Linked DNA regions of Mus musculus: regions 1, 2, 3 and 4 are each linked to region 5. A link is a contact called in public HiChIP or PLAC-seq and promoter capture Hi-C data. All regions are on one chromosome and are shown on one strand. The core of a region is the stretch at or near the end of the contact, and the rest is flanking DNA. Distances in the headings are between cores, read along the strand shown.

What was found. Promoter capture Hi-C pulls out the DNA fragments that hold promoters and counts their contacts. HiChIP or PLAC-seq counts read pairs in DNA pulled down with a chosen protein or histone mark.
Region 1: an H3K27ac HiChIP or PLAC-seq map of stem cell-derived neural progenitor cells shows a contact between it and region 5, with 6 times the contacts expected there. The contact joins the enhancer-like site here to the promoter of Ate1 in region 5. A contact is called at or near these places in 2 of 39 promoter capture datasets (3T3-L1-derived adipocytes and hippocampal neurons) and 3 of 115 datasets of contacts at active chromatin or transcription factors (astrocytes, large pre-B cells and stem cell-derived neural progenitor cells).
Region 2: a promoter capture Hi-C map of hippocampal neurons shows a contact between it and region 5, with 4 times the contacts expected there. The contact joins the enhancer-like site here to the promoter of Ate1 in region 5. A contact is called at or near these places in 8 of 39 promoter capture datasets (the 3T3-L1 cell line, 3T3-L1-derived adipocytes, cranial neural crest and 4 more) and 4 of 115 datasets of contacts at active chromatin or transcription factors (embryonic forebrain, embryonic hindbrain, embryonic stem cells and 1 more).
Region 3: a contact with region 5 is called in a promoter capture Hi-C map of hippocampal neurons, with 3 times the contacts expected there. The contact joins the enhancer-like site here to the promoter of Ate1 in region 5. A contact is called at or near these places in 5 of 39 promoter capture datasets (the 3T3-L1 cell line, 3T3-L1-derived adipocytes, frontonasal cranial neural crest and 2 more) and 2 of 115 datasets of contacts at active chromatin or transcription factors (embryonic stem cells and stem cell-derived neural progenitor cells).
Region 4: an H3K27ac HiChIP or PLAC-seq map of acute myeloid leukemia shows a contact between it and region 5, with 4 times the contacts expected there. The contact joins the enhancer-like site here to the promoter of Ate1 in region 5. A contact is called at or near these places in 2 of 39 promoter capture datasets (the 3T3-L1 cell line and hippocampal neurons), 6 of 115 datasets of contacts at active chromatin or transcription factors (acute myeloid leukemia, astrocytes, embryonic forebrain and 3 more) and 1 of 9 other capture datasets (adipose tissue).

Annotation. Positions count from the first base shown.
Region 1 is chr7:129,799,586-129,803,212 of GRCm38.p6, reverse strand. No RefSeq gene overlaps it. Among named protein-coding and RNA genes, the nearest start is that of Gm39095, 9.4 kb to the left of the region's middle. Within about 2 kb of position 1,527, at least 48 of the 459 cell types and tissues checked have an H3K27ac peak or open chromatin away from gene starts, as enhancers often do. A contact at or near this core is called in stem cell-derived neural progenitor cells, where this site is marked.
Region 2 is chr7:129,776,976-129,780,615 of GRCm38.p6, reverse strand. All of the region lies in intron 1 of Gm33323 (a long non-coding RNA gene), which reads right to left. Among named protein-coding and RNA genes, the nearest start is that of Gm33398, 14 kb to the right of the region's middle. Within about 2 kb of position 1,320, at least 48 of the 459 cell types and tissues checked have an H3K27ac peak or open chromatin away from gene starts, as enhancers often do. A contact at or near this core is called in hippocampal neurons, where this site is marked.
Region 3 is chr7:129,964,571-129,967,947 of GRCm38.p6, reverse strand. Gm4265 (predicted gene 4265) reads right to left here. Exons shown (of 4, transcript NR_046077.1): 2 at 721-1,100. Among named protein-coding and RNA genes, the nearest start is that of Gm4265, 4.1 kb to the right of the region's middle. Within about 2 kb of position 1,532, at least 28 of the 459 cell types and tissues checked have an H3K27ac peak or open chromatin away from gene starts, as enhancers often do. A contact at or near this core is called in 3T3-L1-derived adipocytes and hippocampal neurons, where this site is marked.
Region 4 is chr7:129,758,669-129,761,883 of GRCm38.p6, reverse strand. No RefSeq gene overlaps it. Among named protein-coding and RNA genes, the nearest start is that of Gm33323, 4.4 kb to the left of the region's middle. Within about 2 kb of position 1,798, at least 84 of the 459 cell types and tissues checked have an H3K27ac peak or open chromatin away from gene starts, as enhancers often do. A contact at or near this core is called in acute myeloid leukemia, adipose tissue and pro-B cells, where this site is marked.
Region 5 is chr7:130,518,098-130,521,529 of GRCm38.p6, reverse strand. It overlaps Ate1 (arginyltransferase 1), which reads left to right and starts at 1,950. Exons shown (of 12, transcript NM_013799.3): 1 at 1,950-2,174. The coding sequence starts at 2,069. It overlaps Gm4275 (putative uncharacterized protein ZNRD1-AS1), which reads right to left and starts at 1,939. Exons shown (of 4, transcript XR_869987.2): 1 at 1,685-1,939.

The DNA of each region.
Region 1 (3,627 bases), core at 278-2,777, 720 kb after region 5:
TTGCTGAATGAATCTAAGCAGAGTTGACTCTTTTTTCCCCCCAGTAGGGACTACAGAACAGAAAAACAAATGGCCAAGAGCGGTTTGTCTAAGTTTTCCTTAGGAAGGTGGAAACAAGTGGATCCTTAGGGCTGGTTGATCAGCCCACCTAGCCAGTTTGCCAAGTTCCAGGTTTGTGACAGACCTTGTCTTGAAGAAAACAAGATCAATAGTGCCTGAGGAATACCTGATATTGTCCTTTGACCTCTAGATGCATGTACACACATGTGTGCACACACATATGCACTGGCACATGCATGCGTACACACACGCATGACATTTATTTTTGAAAGTGCTATCATTGAAGAACACATGGAGGCTGTTTGCTCTCCCGCAGTATCTGTTATTTTACAAAGGGACTATCTCCATCTATGACTGTCACAGCTTGGTATCAGATTAGGAAGAGCTCTGGGAGGGGTTTGCTTTGCTTTGGGGGCAGTGCAAACACACAGATGCCTTTCCGTTTCCTTCAGGATCTAACTATACTTGCTCCTCAGCAGTGCGGAAGTATTTGCTCCCAGTCTTGCCTGTGGAAGTGCAGGAATAACTTGCAAGAGTGTCACTGGAAATGTCCACTAACTGAGGATTGATGCTAAAGGGGAGTACCTGCTTCCTGGGGATGCAGTTTGGTTCACAGACATATGGATGCGCTTCACCCCAGTCCAAGTGTTTCTGAAGGGAAGAATCCCACAAACATACAAACTGCTTTACTCTCTGACTCATCTTAATCCCACAGTGCTACAGGGAGTTTAATATAAGAAGCGCAGGCTTTTGAAGCCCCCACCTACACTGTTATTATTGTTGGCACGGCTATTGAAGTGTGCAGCGTACATGATTGACGGATTGCCCCGCTCTTCTGCTGAGGTCATTTTGTAGTCTTGATCATAGCCAAAAGCTGAGCTGTACATTTGGAATCTGATTTGAAAGAGCTTTTAAGAATAACAGAAGAGGTTCATTTAGATTTTTTTTTTGGTAGGTAGCATAATTACCCTTAAACCCTATGGATAAGGTGATAAAAGACAAAGTGCCAAGGTGCTGAAAATCCCAAAAGACTTTTTTTCTGGCCAGCTGCATATCAGTCTATCCTCCCTCATCACCCCCCCTCCCCCATAGTTCAGACCCTATAGTGGAATTAACTAGGTCAGGTCATGAGCACATGACTCTGCTACAGTAATGGCTATATCACAAGGTACTTATCCCCAAGGTAAAAACAGACCTGGGGGGTATCTTCGGATTTAGAAGCACAGGCTTGTGTGACATTTGCATATGGCCCACACACTCCCCTGTTTCTCCGCCAACACTGGAGCAGAATACAGTTAAAGGGAAGATAAGCCCCTGGCCAGCTGAATGGAAAACATGTAATAAAATGACTATCTAGCCACTAAACCCAGATCTCTTTTCACCAACTCCGAGCCACCTCTGACATGACCAGGGCTCCTTGGGGAAATGCCTTGGCCCTGTACCAAGTAAGGAAAGTATGCCAGTGAAGTTCAATTGTGAGACTCATTGAATGGAGCTCTTTGTAGAAAAAAAGGAGGGAGGGGGGATGTTGTTGGACCTTGGCTGTTGGCTCAGTGCCTTGAAAATCCCTTACTCCTCTCTTGCAAATTAATCCACCCAGGCTACAGCATCCTCAGGCCACTGTGAGCACAGCTCTCTGGCTCGCTGGTCCTCAGGAGGACCCAGGTTCTTCTACAAGGACCTCCCACTTGGCTCTGCCTCTTAAAAAATGTCACCATCTCTTACATAGCTACGCTAGGAACCAAGCACCGAATACATAGATCTTAGCACCAAATGTGAGCCATGCCATGGCAACCAGGGAGCTTCACCAGAGAGTAGAGCCCTCGCAAGATGAACTGCAGCACCCGAGAGCAAAGTTCCTGGTTTACCAAAAGTACCCTAGAGGACCAAGGAGATGTTTCAGAGGGTAGGGGTGCTCTGAGCCAAGCCCAAAGACCTGAGTTTAATGCCTGGGATGCCCACATGGTGGAAGGAGAGAACCAACTTCTGCAAGTTGGCCTCTAACCTCCACATGCGTGCGCACTCAAGGAGGAAGATGGGGAGAAAATATAATCTTAAAACAAACAAACAAACAAACAAACAAACAGCCCTACCATAGAGACTGTGTAAGAAAGGTACTGTGTTAGAGTCCATCCAGCATTTGTGAATCTTAGTCTTACACTAGTTTCTCCATCTTTAGTACCAGGGCTGATCACTGCTGATTCTGTTGTGCTATAGTAAGCAAGGTTAAGGGAACAGATCATTGGAGTACACCCCCTTCCAGTTGACACTGGCTCTGGAATGGAGGGAGTCCCTGGGACATTTTCTTCCCCTACCCCACACAGCTTCACCCCTGACACCCACAATGCTGGCCAAAAACTGAAAGTATGTGTGATGTTAGTCCAGTATAAACCAACCAGGATGCTTTGGGATGGCGGGGAGCCTGTTTCAATCATCCCCATGCTGTGTATAGCTGGTGCCTAGGGTGTCTGCTAGTTTCTATAAACGTTTGTCAAATAAAATAAAAATATTTAGGGAGAGATGACAAGAGAAAGCAGAGCGGCCACAGCAGAGGTTCGGAGATATATGAGCTGAGGATTACAGACTGAGGGAGGGAGGCAGTGAACCCACCCAGCTGAGAACAATCACACACAACTTCCGGGAGGACGGGGGTTTGGGGGAATGCCTTAAACAGGAAGGTGGAAACCAAAAGCCATAAAGACAAAGCACAAGAAAAAAAAATTAAGCAGGTGTGCCCCTGAACTTGTGGGTCAAACACGTTTAATATGGAAAAGCTGAAAAATAATCAACCTCCAAATTGAATTAAACTAAAATTAAAAAAAAATTTTTTTTCTAGAATTTTCAGCCCTTATTTATAGTTCTGTCTTTTTCCTGACTTATTGCTTCTAGCTTGGTAGTTTCTTCTCAGGCTTCTTTTCTAGAATTTCCACTTGTTATCTCTTTAGGCAGCAGCTGAGGAGGGTCACATGGCATAGGTCCTAGAACTGGCAGCCCAGTGGCTACTTCCACAATATGTGAGTTAAATGTGCGTATGTATGGGGAGGGGGAGATGGTTCATAACATATGAGGCTTGGGCTAGCAAGGGAACTCAGATAGCAAGGTGCCTGCTGCTAACCCTGACAACCTGAGTTTGATCCCTGGAGCCTGCATGATGAGAAGAGAGAGAGAACTGACTCCTGCAAATTGTCTTTGACTTCCGTACACACCCCACAGCATGTGCCTACTCACCTCCCTACCACGATAAAAAGTGAATGTTAGAAAAATAGCATCTTAAGCAAAAATAAAGTGAATATATATATTGTTTCAGATGGCTTATTTCATTTATTTATTATATATGTCTGTGAGTGGGCACACATTTGTGTCTTGGGGTGTGTGAGGTCATTAGAGGTCAAACTTGTGGACGTGGTTCCTCTCCTTTCACCAGGTAGGTTCCAGGGCTCTAATTCTGGTCATCAGGCTTGGCCGCAAGCTCCTCTACTCTCCAATGCTGTCCCCCAGATGCACACTTGTAAGAAAAAACTATTTCTTTCAAAAGGGAGAATATCCTGATTAGTGTTGTGAGTTTGG
Region 2 (3,640 bases), core at 71-2,570, 740 kb after region 5:
GTTTGTTTTATGATGCATTTTTGTGGATGCAGGAGAAATAGGCACTGGGAGAACAGTGGCTTTTGCTGAACATGGGATGCCCAAGCTGACTATGATGAGTCAGGACAGTCATGGACCAAAGAAATGCAAGCTGGAAGGCAGAAGGCTAACCATACCCACAAGGTACCCCAAGAGCCACTCAAGAAGTCTCCCTGGCTGAGAGAAGGCCACAGAAACGCTGGGCAGGGACAAGATAATTGTCTCTTCAACTCTAGATCCACAGGGGATCTAGGCATGTGCATCCCGTTGCTTCTGACCTGTAACCTTCCTTCCTTCACTTACATTTGTTTTTTGTTTTTTTTTGTTTTGTTTTGTTTTGTTTTTTCTTCACAGAAGAACTGCTAGTTCCCAGGATACTAGGTTAGGCCCCGCAGTCTACATTGACTGCTCAGGGTGTATGACCTGTGCTTTTGTAATGTATAGGCATTGTAATACACACCCATTACTGCCCTGCAGTGCCCTAAGGAATTCAGTAAGACAAAAACCGGGGAATCTCCTTGCATATCAAACCCATTTGAGGTTTCTCACCGTTTTGGGACAGACTCTTCTCTGTCGCCAGAGAAACCCAGGACAAAAGACAGAAAACTAGTAGTTTGCTGGAAATGATGCGCCTGCTCTTGGTGTTGGTTCCAGACAGTTCTAGGATGGATAAGAAGGGGCATTTGGAGAGTTTAAGTACTACTCGCTCTCTGTAAGTGGCAGGGTTCAGGTTTGAACCCTAATCTGTCTGAGGAGTCCTAGGTCACTCATTATACTATAAGATCTCCTGGACCTCTCAACACTGGCCAAAGTAGCAACAGAGGGGAGCTGATGGTGGATGCTTGGCCTCTCCTTCCTTCTTAGATCCTCAGGGCTTACAAAGTGCTTGGCACACAGTGGACTCTGGGATGATCCTGTTAGATAGTATTGAATGAAATAATGCCCCATCCCACTGACCGTTCCTGTGCACTTTTGCCACAACCAGGACTCAGCCAAGCCATCCCTGAAGAGCCTTCCGAAGGCATTTGTCAGGTTCCTTCATCTCCTCTGAATGACATACTCATCTCTGGCTGCCAGGATAACAATCCTTGTAATACAGCCTCTTGTCTTTATAAAGGATAGAAAAGCATCTCCCCTCTGCCCAGCCCCCTACTGATCCACTCATTTTCCAACCTCTCCCTGCCAGCAGGCCAAGCTACGGTTGATTAGGGCAATGAGGCTTGCTCCGGCTTCCTCTGTCCCTCCCCAGGTCCTTGGCACTGAGCAGCAGTCCACTGTCTATCAATACTGTCTGGCACCAGAAGAAAGCCCCTCTCCCTTCCTGCACCCAGCATCCAGTTGCCTAGAAACCAGGACAGAAGCCGAGAGCATCTTGGGTTTCTTTTTCATTTCCTTGCCAGGTCTCAAAAGCAAGCAGTTGTTTGTTTTACGCAGAATGTTGTACAGTGGAGGCCTTGCCTTAACCTTGCCCAGATGATTTCATCAACCTGCGTCATGGTGATGCAGACTGACAGGGACAGCCACCGAGGGCTCAGCATCAGTGCCATTTGGTGATCGGTGCACCCGCTCATAATTAACAATGAGTGCTGAACATGGATTGTTTTAGAGACAGCCAGGCTGAGGATCGACCCGTATGTGTGAGTGTGTGTGTGTGTGTGTGTGTGTGTGTGTGTGTGTGTGCCTGTGGGTGTGCCCAGGCACGTGTTAAAATTGGCAGCATTGTGAACTGCAACTCGCTGTAGCCACGTGCAGAAAGGAAGAGAGATTTTTCTTTTCCCAGCAGAACAAAAGCCTGTCTTGAACATCCTTTCTGACTTTGCTAGACGACACCACACAATTCTGGGCAGGGTGAAGGTGCCAAGATTCTGCATGGCTCTTCCTCAGGAAGACCTAGTGGAAAGATGGATCATTTTTACAGGAGCCTGGGAAGAGGTGCAGGTTTAACAGTTACAAATGGGATGGAAGCCACTCCACCCTGTTCCATGCTTAGGACAGGGTCTCTCCTGAATCTCAGGCTGACCTTGGGCTCATTATACAGCCCAGGATGACCTTGACCTTCTCATCCACCAGCTTTCAACCCCAAGATGCTGAAATTGCAGCCAGGAGCAAACATGCCTGGCTTATGTGGTACTGGGGAGTGAAGCCAGGACTCTGTACATACTCTACCAGCTGAGCCATGTTCCCAACCCTCCACTCTGAGCTCTTGTCTTAGCTCTAAGAGGACCAAAGAGTGGTTAGGACCGAGCCTGGCTGATGTCATCTCATGTTCTGTTCCACCTGAATACTGTCCTCAAAGCTTATGGGATTACATCTGTGCTGAAGGGGGACCAAATTCACCCTTGCCAAGGCTCCCTTGTGTACCCAAGTATGACACCTTTTGAGGAGCCCAGAAAGCCAGACTTAATGGAGCAAGCCACTTATCAGGAGTGCTGAGCCATGGACCTGGCTTCTCATTAGGTCTCGGTACCATAAATGTATCCTGGTTCTCTGGACAGGGATGGACCAGCATATTGCCTGAGGTTAGACAGCTAATGAACCTGAACTCCACAATCTGAACTCCATAGCTGACTCAGAAATTCTTATGAAAATACTTCAGCTATCTTCCTGTATCTGCAGAGACCTCCAGGAGTTACAGGCTCCCAGCACAGTAGTCTCTTGGAAAATGCTTATCACAACTGAGTAACTTGGAAGGGAGCAGGTCTGAAAAGAAATCTATTTGCTACGTTTTCATAGTAGCTTCATAGGAAATACTCGGATACACTTTTTTTTTTAATTGATGCAGAATCCCATGTATTCCAGGCTGGCTTTGATGTAGCTCACTTTTGCTTCACCTTCCCCCACCCCCACACCAAGTGTTGTGATTACCCCCATATGCCTGACATATGGGATACTGGGGATCAAACTGGGCCATTGTATGTGCTCGGCAATCACTCTACCCATGGAATGACATCCCAGCCTTGGCCACACTTTACAATGAGAAGTTGAATGGCTTCGAGTTTGGCTGGAACACTATGGTCCTGATTCTCTGTCCCGTTAGTTCCCTGGACATCTTTGTCACTTGTATGGCTATTTAGTCACAGGCCTTTTCTTTAGTAGTGCCTTTTCTCTTTGATTAATAGTTTAATAGGCTATCTCTTATCCATTGTTTACCAATTTCATGCATGTGAGTCTCCCTCTATGTCTGCTTCTCACTCCACCAGGTACTCCAACATGGCTCCTTTGCCCGCTTCAGGTCCTCTCCTTAACATTTTCAAGGCAAAGCGCTTTGAAAATGCCTTCCTCTTAAGGATGGAGAATAGAGTGATTAAGTTCCTAATACTCAGCCTGAGGAGCCACAGGCGTTAGGGTCTAATACTTACTGTACGACTGCAGCCCAGACCCTTTAAACCTCAGTTTCTAATCTGTGAAGTGGGGATGATAAAGGTTCTGAGTTACTGTGCATAATATATGAGTTCACAGGTAAAATGAAAGGAGAGCCCCTTAGGAGCACAGACTCTATAAGACATGGCTCTGTTGATCTTTAACACCCGCTGCAGGCTATGAAGTAGACTAAGGCTACGGGGTAAAGCGGGAGCAGATATCAGATAACCCTGGGTCCTACCTGGGCATTCAGCAGAGGCAT
Region 3 (3,377 bases), core at 283-2,782, 550 kb after region 5:
CATCAAGATCAACAGGCAGCAGAAAGAAAGAGACATTGGGCCTGGCTTGTGCATTTAAAACCTCAAAGCATATCCCCAGTGACACTCCTTCTAACAAGGCCACACCTACTGCAACAAGACCACTACAAGTGCCACTACCTGTGAGTCTATGAGGGCCATTTTCAGCCAAACAACTACAAGCTCCCTCCATCAGAATTAATCTCCAATGCTTCATGCTTTATCTCCTCTGGGACTTACAGAGTCATAATATAGGATGTGCCTGGTATAGAATACATGCTCACAGAATGTTTGTTGACTTCATGAGTGTGGTGGTTTGAATGAAAACCCATAGGGAGTGGCACCATTAGATATGGCCTTGCTGAAGGATGTATGCCACTGGGTAGTGGGCTTAGAAATCTCAGAAGATCAAGCCAGGCCAGTGTCATTCTTGCTGTGTCATGACAACTGTGGATGTAGACATAGATCTCACACCTATCTCTCCAGCACCATGTCTGCCTGTATACAGTCATGTTTCCTGCCATGATGACAATAGGCTAACCCTCTAAAACTGTAAGCCAGTCCCAATTAGATGTTTTCCTTAATAAGAGTTATCATGGTCATGATGTCTCCTCACAGCAATAGAAATCCTAACTCAGATAATGAACAATGTCTTCACTCGTGGCAATAATCAAATGTATTAAATAGAACAGATCTGAGACTACACAGCTCAGAACCTCTCACCCTCATCCGTATGCAGACAGCGGCTGGATGGCAGGCATCGGTGATTACACTGGCGAGTTCAATGCCCTTGTTCGGTCTTCTTGTGATTCTTTCTCCATGCTTCCTCTTTGGTTAAATCCCAGAGCAAAATTGTCCTCTCTCCTTTAGTTGCCTTGTCAAATCTGTCTTGATCTATTTCAACTATCCCCTCTGATCATCCCATCCAGTCTGGGGTACTTTCCAGTTCCTCTCTTGGCTACCTTTCTCCCTTCTATATGCCCTCCCACTCACATGATGTCTGTGGCTGTCTTCCAGGCAACAGCTCCTCCATCTGTCCATCTCTCTTCTGAGCTTTAGAGACAGTTTTCAGTTTTTTACGGAATAGATTTGATAGGAGAGCCCTACAAAAGACATGGATTAATATGTGTCTACTAATGTGTGTGCATATGCATGTAAATATATGAGAAGTATACATACAAACATATGAATATGCTTGAACTGTATTGTATGTGCATGTGGATATGTGTGAAAGCAACTTCTTTTTTTTTAAGATTTATTTATTACATGTAAGTACACTGTAGCTGTCTTCAGACACACCAGAAGAGGGTGTGTCAGATCTCATTACAGATGGTTATGAGCCATCATGAAATTGCTGGGATTTGAACTCTGGACCTTCAGAAAAGCAGTCGGGTGCTCTTACCCACTGAGCCATCTCACCAGCCCGAAAGCAACTTCATAATGAAGAAAATCCAATCCACAGAGCCTGGGAAAGTTAAAATCAGGCCAGAGTTTAATGTGCTGTGAATCTCATGGGAGAGTTTGTGTACTGTTGTGATCATGAGCCTCTGGCCGCTGGCAGTGGTCACTTCTCTGCTTAGGGACCTTGTCTCCTTCGCTGTTAACTATAGGACTGAGTCTGACCCTTTCTTTCAGGGTCAAAGCTGTACCCCTATCTCCAGCCTGGCTGTGGGCCCATCCATCCCCACAGCCACACCTGGGCCCGAATGAGAAGTGACCCCTAACTCTTGGGGTGTCGGTTTTGTGGCACTCACTTTGTCCTGCCTTTCAAGTTCTTTGGCTTCTTTCATTTCGAGGTACCTGCTCTCTCCTCTCACAGCTCACAGTCCTGGGAACTTCCCTGAATTTCCTGCTCAGATGGTAGGTAGTTAAATAGGAGTTTCAGTTGGACCACGTGTATTTTGTGTGAGGGGTGGTGTATACGTGTACTTGGCATGTGTGCAGGTACACACTCCCATGCATGTGGCCACTAAACCCAGGGGTTGGCACTGAGCACCACCCTCTATCATTTTTCTACTTCCTTGTTGTTTCTGAGGCTCCAGGTTGTGTCTGGAGCTTCAGGATTCTCTTAAGGGAGCCCTTGGAACCCATCTGTCTCTGCTTCCTGGTGCTCAGGTTACAGGCACTCCTTCAGGCACAGCTTTCTCTGAGAGTGCTAGGAATCTGAACTCAGGTCCTCACGCTCGTCCCGCAAGCACTTTACCCACTGAGTTGTCACCCCAGCATATGTTTCCAGTACTGTAGTCACCGTGTACCCCAAATTCAAAGTTAACTGAGAGTCCTGTGTTTGTATCTGCTCTGCCGGGCACCCTGACCCCTGACATTACACACACACACACACACACACACACACACACACACACACACACACAAGGGACATGGGCCTCTTTCTTACATCATGTTCGTTTGCTGTTTCACCTCCTCCCCACTGCACCAGAATGTGTATCCCTGAGGCAAGGACTGTGACCACTCCCTCACCGTTTCTCAACCAGACGCCATCTGGCAAGCACTGTGCAGACATGGGGCTCCAGGCAAAGAAGACTAGGTTCCTACTCCAAGAGTGGAGTTGCAACCTGTGGACCCTGGCCAGACTCAGCCCCCACTCATCTTGAACATGTTGGTAGTTTATATACTTGCCTAGTGGGGTCCATGCTATAATGGCAAAGTATGTGGCCTCTTGGCTCACAAAGCTTAATATATTTGCTCTCTGGCTCTTCATAGAAAAAAAAAAAAAAACCTTACCAACCTCTGGCCTTGCTGTCTAGAGAAGGAAGACAGACATAAACAAATATAAGTTCATTTATCTTTCATCTCCAGAGCCTCATATCGATCAGTGTGTGGTCTGGTAGCCCATGCACGTATGGGAGCCACCTGGAGCCTTCACCAATTGTTCTTGATTTCCAAAAACTTGAGAATTCTGTCTTTTGTTTTTATTTTTGAGACATGATCGCATAGCCCAGGCTGGCCTCCAGATTGCTATGTATGTGAGGCTAGCCTCAAACCTGGAATCCTCCTATCACCTCTAGTGCTAATATTACAGGCGTGCACCACCATCCCCAGTTCGAGAGCCCACCTTTCACAAGGCTTTCAGGGGCTTCCTCAAATCTATGTGTTAGCACCCCTCAGCTCAGGGCCTACTGTCCCATGAGTTTGTGGTCAACTCCGATCAAGGCTTGAACAAACAGGAAGAGTCCATTCTTGGCCTACATCTTAATTCTGTCTATAATTTTAAGTCTGTGGCATTGTTACAAGAAGTTACTGTTTTAGCCTGTTGCCTTGAAAGTGGATTTTGCAAAAATTTCCCATTTACTCAGATATGGAGTTGCTGGGTTTCTTCCTGTGGGGAAAATTGACGCATCATTTTCTGCTGTTCTACAGAG
Region 4 (3,215 bases), core at 549-3,048, 760 kb after region 5:
GTGATACCTGATACATAAACATCACACAGACACACAGACAGACAGACACACACATACACACATCAAAGGACCTTCTGAGGAACCTTACTAGACAACTCTTGGGAAGGAAAGCACGTTTGCCCATCCCGTGTCCAATATGAACTTATATTCAGATTAATGAATTCATATGGCTCAACAGGTAAAACCATGAACAACCCAACTACTTCTTCCTCTCTGGTACCCTTAGCTAATATCTCAGGATACTGGCTCCATTTTTTGGGATCCCTGCCAGAATGTAAAAGGCTGCTCCCCATATCAATAAATTTTCCCCATCCAGCTTTTCCCTTCATCCCATTTTGTCCAGCATCTACCCTCACCATTCATGACCGTGAATGCTTGCCTAGCTCCTGTTGGGCCTATGAGTGGGTCTCACGGCTCCTTTGGTTAGAGTCTTTACTGTGATTTACTGCTTTAGAGCTGTGCTGGGTACATTTTACTCCTGTGTATTATAACCTCTCCACCCTGACTCATTTTTTGAGACAGAGTCCTGGTGTATAGCCTAGGTTGGCCTTGAACTCAGAATCCTTCTGCTTCAGCCTCCAGAAGCCGGGATTACAGCCATACATGTGTATCAGCATGCTCACTAAGACAGCACTATCTCTCACTCACCAGGAACAATTCACTTTTAGAGGAGTTAAACACCCTTTAAAAAAATGAATCATGGGTCATGTGTTCTTGCATATATTATCAGTGGAATGCTTTCTATTTCTCTTTGTGACAACACCTTTCTCATCTGGTCACTGCCAGGTTAAAGGATGTTTAGATAGGATTCAGCTTTAAATGTGTTGAACTTCTTTGGTTAAACTCTATGCTTCATAACACATGTTTCAGGGGCCTGTTTCCAGTCTCCTTCTCCCCTGCTGTGTCCTAATGAAATTTGAGATCTATGTGGCTGTAAGAAGAACCATTGCACTGAACAGCTTGTTGGGGCTTCTCTAGATATCCCTCCACTGGCCCACACAGTCTTTGCAGTGCTCCGCCCTCTCTGTCCTGTACTAAACTTTTCTTCCCTCAAGGACTACTCCCTTTTCTGTAAGGGCAGCTGCTAACCTGGTTCACTGGCTGGCTCACTGGCTCACTGGCTCACTGGCTCACTGGCTCACTGGCTGGCTCACTGACTTACAAGTTCACTGGCTCACTGGCTTACAGGTCACTGGCTCACTGGCTTACAAGTTCACTGGCTTACAGATTCACTGGCTCACTGGCTTACAGGACCGCTGGCTCACTGGCTCACTGGCTGGCTCACTGGCTCACTGACTGGCTCACTGGCTTACAGGGTCACTGGCTCACGGGCTCACTGGCTGGCTTCCAGGGAGTGGGTAGCTGGCTTTCCTCTGGAAGTCAGCTCATCAGGCCTCTTGCAACTCTTTGGTTTGATCTACCCTTGTAGAAAAGCACACTTCCAAGTGTCTCTCTGCTTGTCAACTGAAGAACTGAGGTCTTCCCCACTCTCTCACATTCCCTTGGGAAGTGTCTGTCTTCTGGGGTTAGTGTGGCCTTGACTTTCCTTCCACCTTTTCAAGTGGATAGTTGTAAGGAGGTGAGGGGTTGTTGCCTGCTCCTCTGAGGCCAAGATAATCTCTCAGCTCTGCTTTGCCCAAGGCCCAGGCCTTTGTCTGGGCTGCCTCAGGCTCTCAATGCTACTTTGAAGAATTGTCACATTCCTTTCATCTAAAGGGCATCTGGCAGAGTTACTCAGGTCCATAAGGCATTGCAGGTGAGGACCCCTGAGTGTTAGTTAGTTAGCTGCTGCCAAGCCACTGAAAGGTCTGGGACTGTTCTAAACCTCCCTGTGGTTCCACTTCCTCTTTTGAGAATAAGGACTTCCTGATGTAGTTCCTAAGAGGATGGGCGTTTGCTGCACTTCAGTTTTCTAGCTCTTCTTTTGCAAGAAAAACCAAACCAAACAAAAAAGCAAGCGAAGGCAGAGGGCATGTTGTGGTATCTGAGTTCCGGAAACAGGAGCGGCTCCAGTCATGCTAGCTCTCTCATTAACTAGTGATGATAATGTACACACAAGGCACTAATTCTTTCTTTTTAAAAACTAAGATGGTGGCTAATTTGATTTGAATGCCTCGGTCTGCGAGCACGCTTCGTGATTTTTAATCCAATTAGTGTTGGAGATACTTCTGACTCTAAGGGTATCTGGTTTCTGCTTATGATATAAGGTCCATGCCCCAGTGACTCATGTTTCAAGAAGGGAAAAGTTGGGGCCTATCATCAATAAAACGGGTTTGTGTATGCGGTCCTGCTATTAAACCCAGTGGCAGGGAGTGAAGGCTTCACCTTTAGCTCGAATTTCTGCACCCAGCAGAAAACCTACAGAACAATTTGGAGTTGAACATTTGACATACAGATTACCATTATGTCTTGCTGGAGTCTCAAAACATCCTACTTGAAGGCAAACAAAAGCTGCCATAGTGACTACTCTCCTGGGGACCATTCTGGAAGTCTCAGTCCAGAGGTCAGGGGCTGGGCTTTTGGTTTGGTCTCAATGATGCAGCTACAGGACCTTTAGGGTCTTATTCACGCCATCCTGTTATGTTTCCTGTTAGATGGCAAGGTCAAGGCTGAGCCACTCTCCAGACAGTCACGTTTTCACAGAGAACGTAGTAACTAAATCCAACTGTCAACTCTGCTTCTGTTGGTACCAAGTCAGTTTAATATGCTAAACTTCTAAAAAGAACACATGATTGCAAACACTTGAGCACAGTTTTTGTGCTTAATTTTTTTTCTAATCAATTAAAATCCCCATCACTCTCAAGGCTTCGAGAATCTGTCTTCTATCCTTGACCAGGGTTGATAAAAGTGGCATAAAATCATGTCAGATACAATGCACATTGCACCCCACTGCCCCTAGAGAAATCAGCGTGAGTTAGAGGATGTGATGGGTAAGTGCAAGGAAAACAGAGAAATGGGCACTGCCTGTCACCCCCATCTCTCAGAGAGTATGCTTTCTGTGTTGTGATTGCACAGGGAGGGAATTTTGGTGGTTTTATTTAAGCTGTGGGAAGGTAGTTAAATAGCCTTGGTGACTTTCGTAAGACAGTTTAATACTTCTGCAGCTGAGGCTCTTGGATGACCAGAAAGGGAAAGAAGGAAGGTATGACCTTCATACTTTTAGCTGAAAAATAATGTCCTATGCTCCCATTCCCCATATGCCCTCTGTCAAGACT
Region 5 (3,432 bases), core at 701-3,200:
TGGAGCCTGGGGGGCGGGGGGGGGGGAGGTCCAGAGTTCTAGGTCATCTAGGTTCATTAACAGTTGAAAAATAAGTTTGTTCACCGGCAGGAGAGGTGGTGGCTCAGTGGTTAAGAGCACTTGATGATCTTGCAGAAGACACAGAGTTTGGTTCCCAGCATCATATTTGATGTTGAAAGACCCACAAAGTGAGGACTCCCCCACGTTCTGACTCAGGAGAGGCGACACCCCAAATCACTCACAAGAAACGGCCTTGATGCAAACCGCAAGAGGACTTTTTATTCCAGGCGTGCTCTGGGGCCCAGTACACCACGCAGGGGTAGAGGACCACGGACCACGAGTGCAGAATTGGGACAGCTTTTATGGGGTTACAACAAAGCCTGCGTTTCGCAAACCAATCATTTCATAGCATCAAGACCCCACGCAGTTCTTTCAGTGTGTAATCTTTCCTTCCATTGTGCAAGCACTTTACAGTTGCTAGATAAGCAGTTAGTCAGCTCCTCTCCTCCTGTTATCTTACTAGGCCAGGATCACGTATTCAAGGGTCTGTCTTAATGCTCTTTCACCTAGTTCCATACAGGAAGCGGGCCCTGGAACAGCACGGAAGTGTGACCTTTTACCTGTATACTGGCAGGGAGCAGGGTCTGGAATTTGTGGTATTTAGGGCTTCTTAGGAGGCTGGAGTTGAGGCTGTATTTTTCCATCCTTTCAATCTTACATGAGTGGCTCAGAATTGTCTGCCCGTCAAGGTTTCAGGGTCTACAATGCCTTCTGGATGCCTCCAGCATTGGATGAAGGTTGTACACATATCTACTTGCAGGCTAAACACCCACAAACATAATTAAAAAAAAAAGTTTCCTGATTGCACTTTCTAGACACTGCAAAAAGGAATTCACCATATTGTCGACTATGGAAATTATGCCAGACAGACTTAAACATCTGTGTACGCAGAGGAGAAAGCTAAGGAATATTATCTTGGTAGGAGCATGCCTTTATTTTTACACTTTGCCTCACAACCTCATTCCCTAAAACACGTTCTTTGCAAATTGGAGACCCATGGAGTGAATTCAGATTATGTAAATGTTCAGCCTGAAGAGTTAAAAATTCTTTTTGAGTGATATTTAAAACTCCCTTTAAAAGAGGAAAGTGTCGCTTCGTCATTGGACATTCCGCTCTAGCAGAGTTGTTTGGATTCTAGATCCCTCTCTATCAAGCCAGCTCCGGCTCCTCGTTCCTCACAGGTGGTCAGGCGCAGAACTCGAGGTTAACCTTCAACTACAGAGCGCAAATGACCGGGTGAATCCCAACCTGGAGCCTCAGTTTCCCTATCTGTAAAGCGGGCTGAGAGATCGCGTCAGTGACAAGGACTGCTGTTGACTGGACAAGTAACCTGCTGGCCACTAAACACTGGGTTCCGAGACGCACCCCTGCAACCCAGGCTGGCGGCCAGTGGCCTGACCGGGGATCGGCGGAGAGCCGCGAACCCGGCAACCCCCGCGCTCTCGGCCCTTCCCCGAGGTTCCCCGCGCTGAGAGGCGTGGCCGCTCCTCAAGCCCACAGCGGCGGCCATGGCCTCGGTGGTGGAATACAAGGGCCTGAAGGCCGGCTACTACTGCGGCTACTGCGAGTCCAGGGAGGGCAAGACGTCGTGTGGTGAGTGTCCCGCCGTCCAGGTCGCCTTTACCGGCTTCAGCCAGGCTCTCGCTACGTCCTGGCAGGCCTGCCGCGCGGGTTGAGGCCGTTGGTCACCCGACTCCAGCTTCCCGGTCCCATTGGTCTCTCCTCAGCCGGCTTCCTTTCCATCCCGGTCTTCCCGCCCTCGCCCTCCCTAGGGGGTAGCCGCCCCTCACAGAGGAGGAACGGAACTAGCGGACGGCTGCCCGCAGTCAACATGGCGCGGGCGGCGTCAGTGACGTAGGGCGTCCGGTCCTTCCAGCCCGGGAGCACTCGAGTGGCTTCGCGCGATCTTCGGAGGCGCGCGCGTTGCATTGTGGGGTGGTGGAGGCGAAGGCGGCGGTAGCGGCGGCTGCGTAGGACTGGGTGGCGCAGCGGCGGCGGGGTCGCGGACATGGCTTCTTGGAGCGCGCCTTCACCTAGCCTTGTAGAGTATTTTGAGGGCCAGACCTCCTTCCAGTGTGGCTACTGCAAGAACAAGTTGGGCAGTCGCTCCTATGGTGAGCGAGCTCGGCCGGCGGGCGTGTGCTTCGGGCTCTGTGAGGGTCTTGGGTGGCCGCAGCCTGGGGGAGCGTCGTGAAGAGCCGGGTGTCCTCCACCCTTGCTCCCTCAGCGGCTGCTCTGGGAGACGGGAAGGGAGATGGGGAGGCTCCTGGGAGCTGACGGCCGCCCTGCATCCATCCCCGCGGCAGCCGAGGCCCCCTGCTGCATGTGTAGAGGGGCGTGTGCGTGCACACCTGTTCGCTGTCATTTTGGAGAAAGTGTCTGGGAGAACGTACTGGAAACCGAGATCGGCTTGATATTTTGATAAAATACCTGCTCGACTTTTTTTTTAAATCAGGGATTTATACCATGTCATTGTGCCAATCCATCTTGAAGACCGTAATAACGGTGTTCCTTCAGGCTTTAGGTTTCTTTTCTTTTTATTTTATTTTATTTTTCTGGCTTTTCGAGACAAACGTTTTCTGTGTAGCTCTGGCTGTCCTGGAATCCACTCTGTAGACCAGGCTGGCCTGGAATTCAGAGATCCGCCTGCCCCTGCCTCCCGAGGGTCTGGGATCAAAGGTGTGCATCACCACCGGGCTAGGATTCAGGTTTCTTACGGAAGATTTGTTTGTAAGCCGAATATGTACTTATTGTCTGCCGTGTCATGATCGGCAAATACAGAATCTAGGATGGATGGTTTAGAATAATCCTGCAGGTGGAAGCAAGGTAACTTGACTATAAATTTAGGTTAGAGATTTACCCGTTTTGAAAGACAGTTTAGTGGTTTGGCTGTGCACGGGATTTTGGTTTATGGATGCATTAAAAGTGTTTATTAGGAGAAAGTGTATTATTAGGTGAACCGCGGCCTTGGGTAGACAGTTATACAATCGTTAGATGCACGGATTACGAAGACCAGTTAAGTGAAAAAAACGCTTGGAGCATAGGGTTAAATAAACAGGATGCAGATGACAGCCGAGTACACGTGACAGCTGAGAGGAATACGGTCCAATAAAGCCCAAATAAGGCCAAGAAAGCACATCAAATGACAGTGGCTCACTTTGAGTGATAGAGATACTATTCTTTTTCAGAATTTTTATATTCTGACTATAATATTTGCCAGTATTATGTGACTGAAACATATTTTAATAGGGAGGACCTTACTACCCCTACCCCTAGTAATTTCGTATTAGAGAAAATTGGACAATATAAATATTTTGTGCTTCAAGATTTGTTGAAGAACAGTTTTATCATCTAGAAAGATAACTATAAATT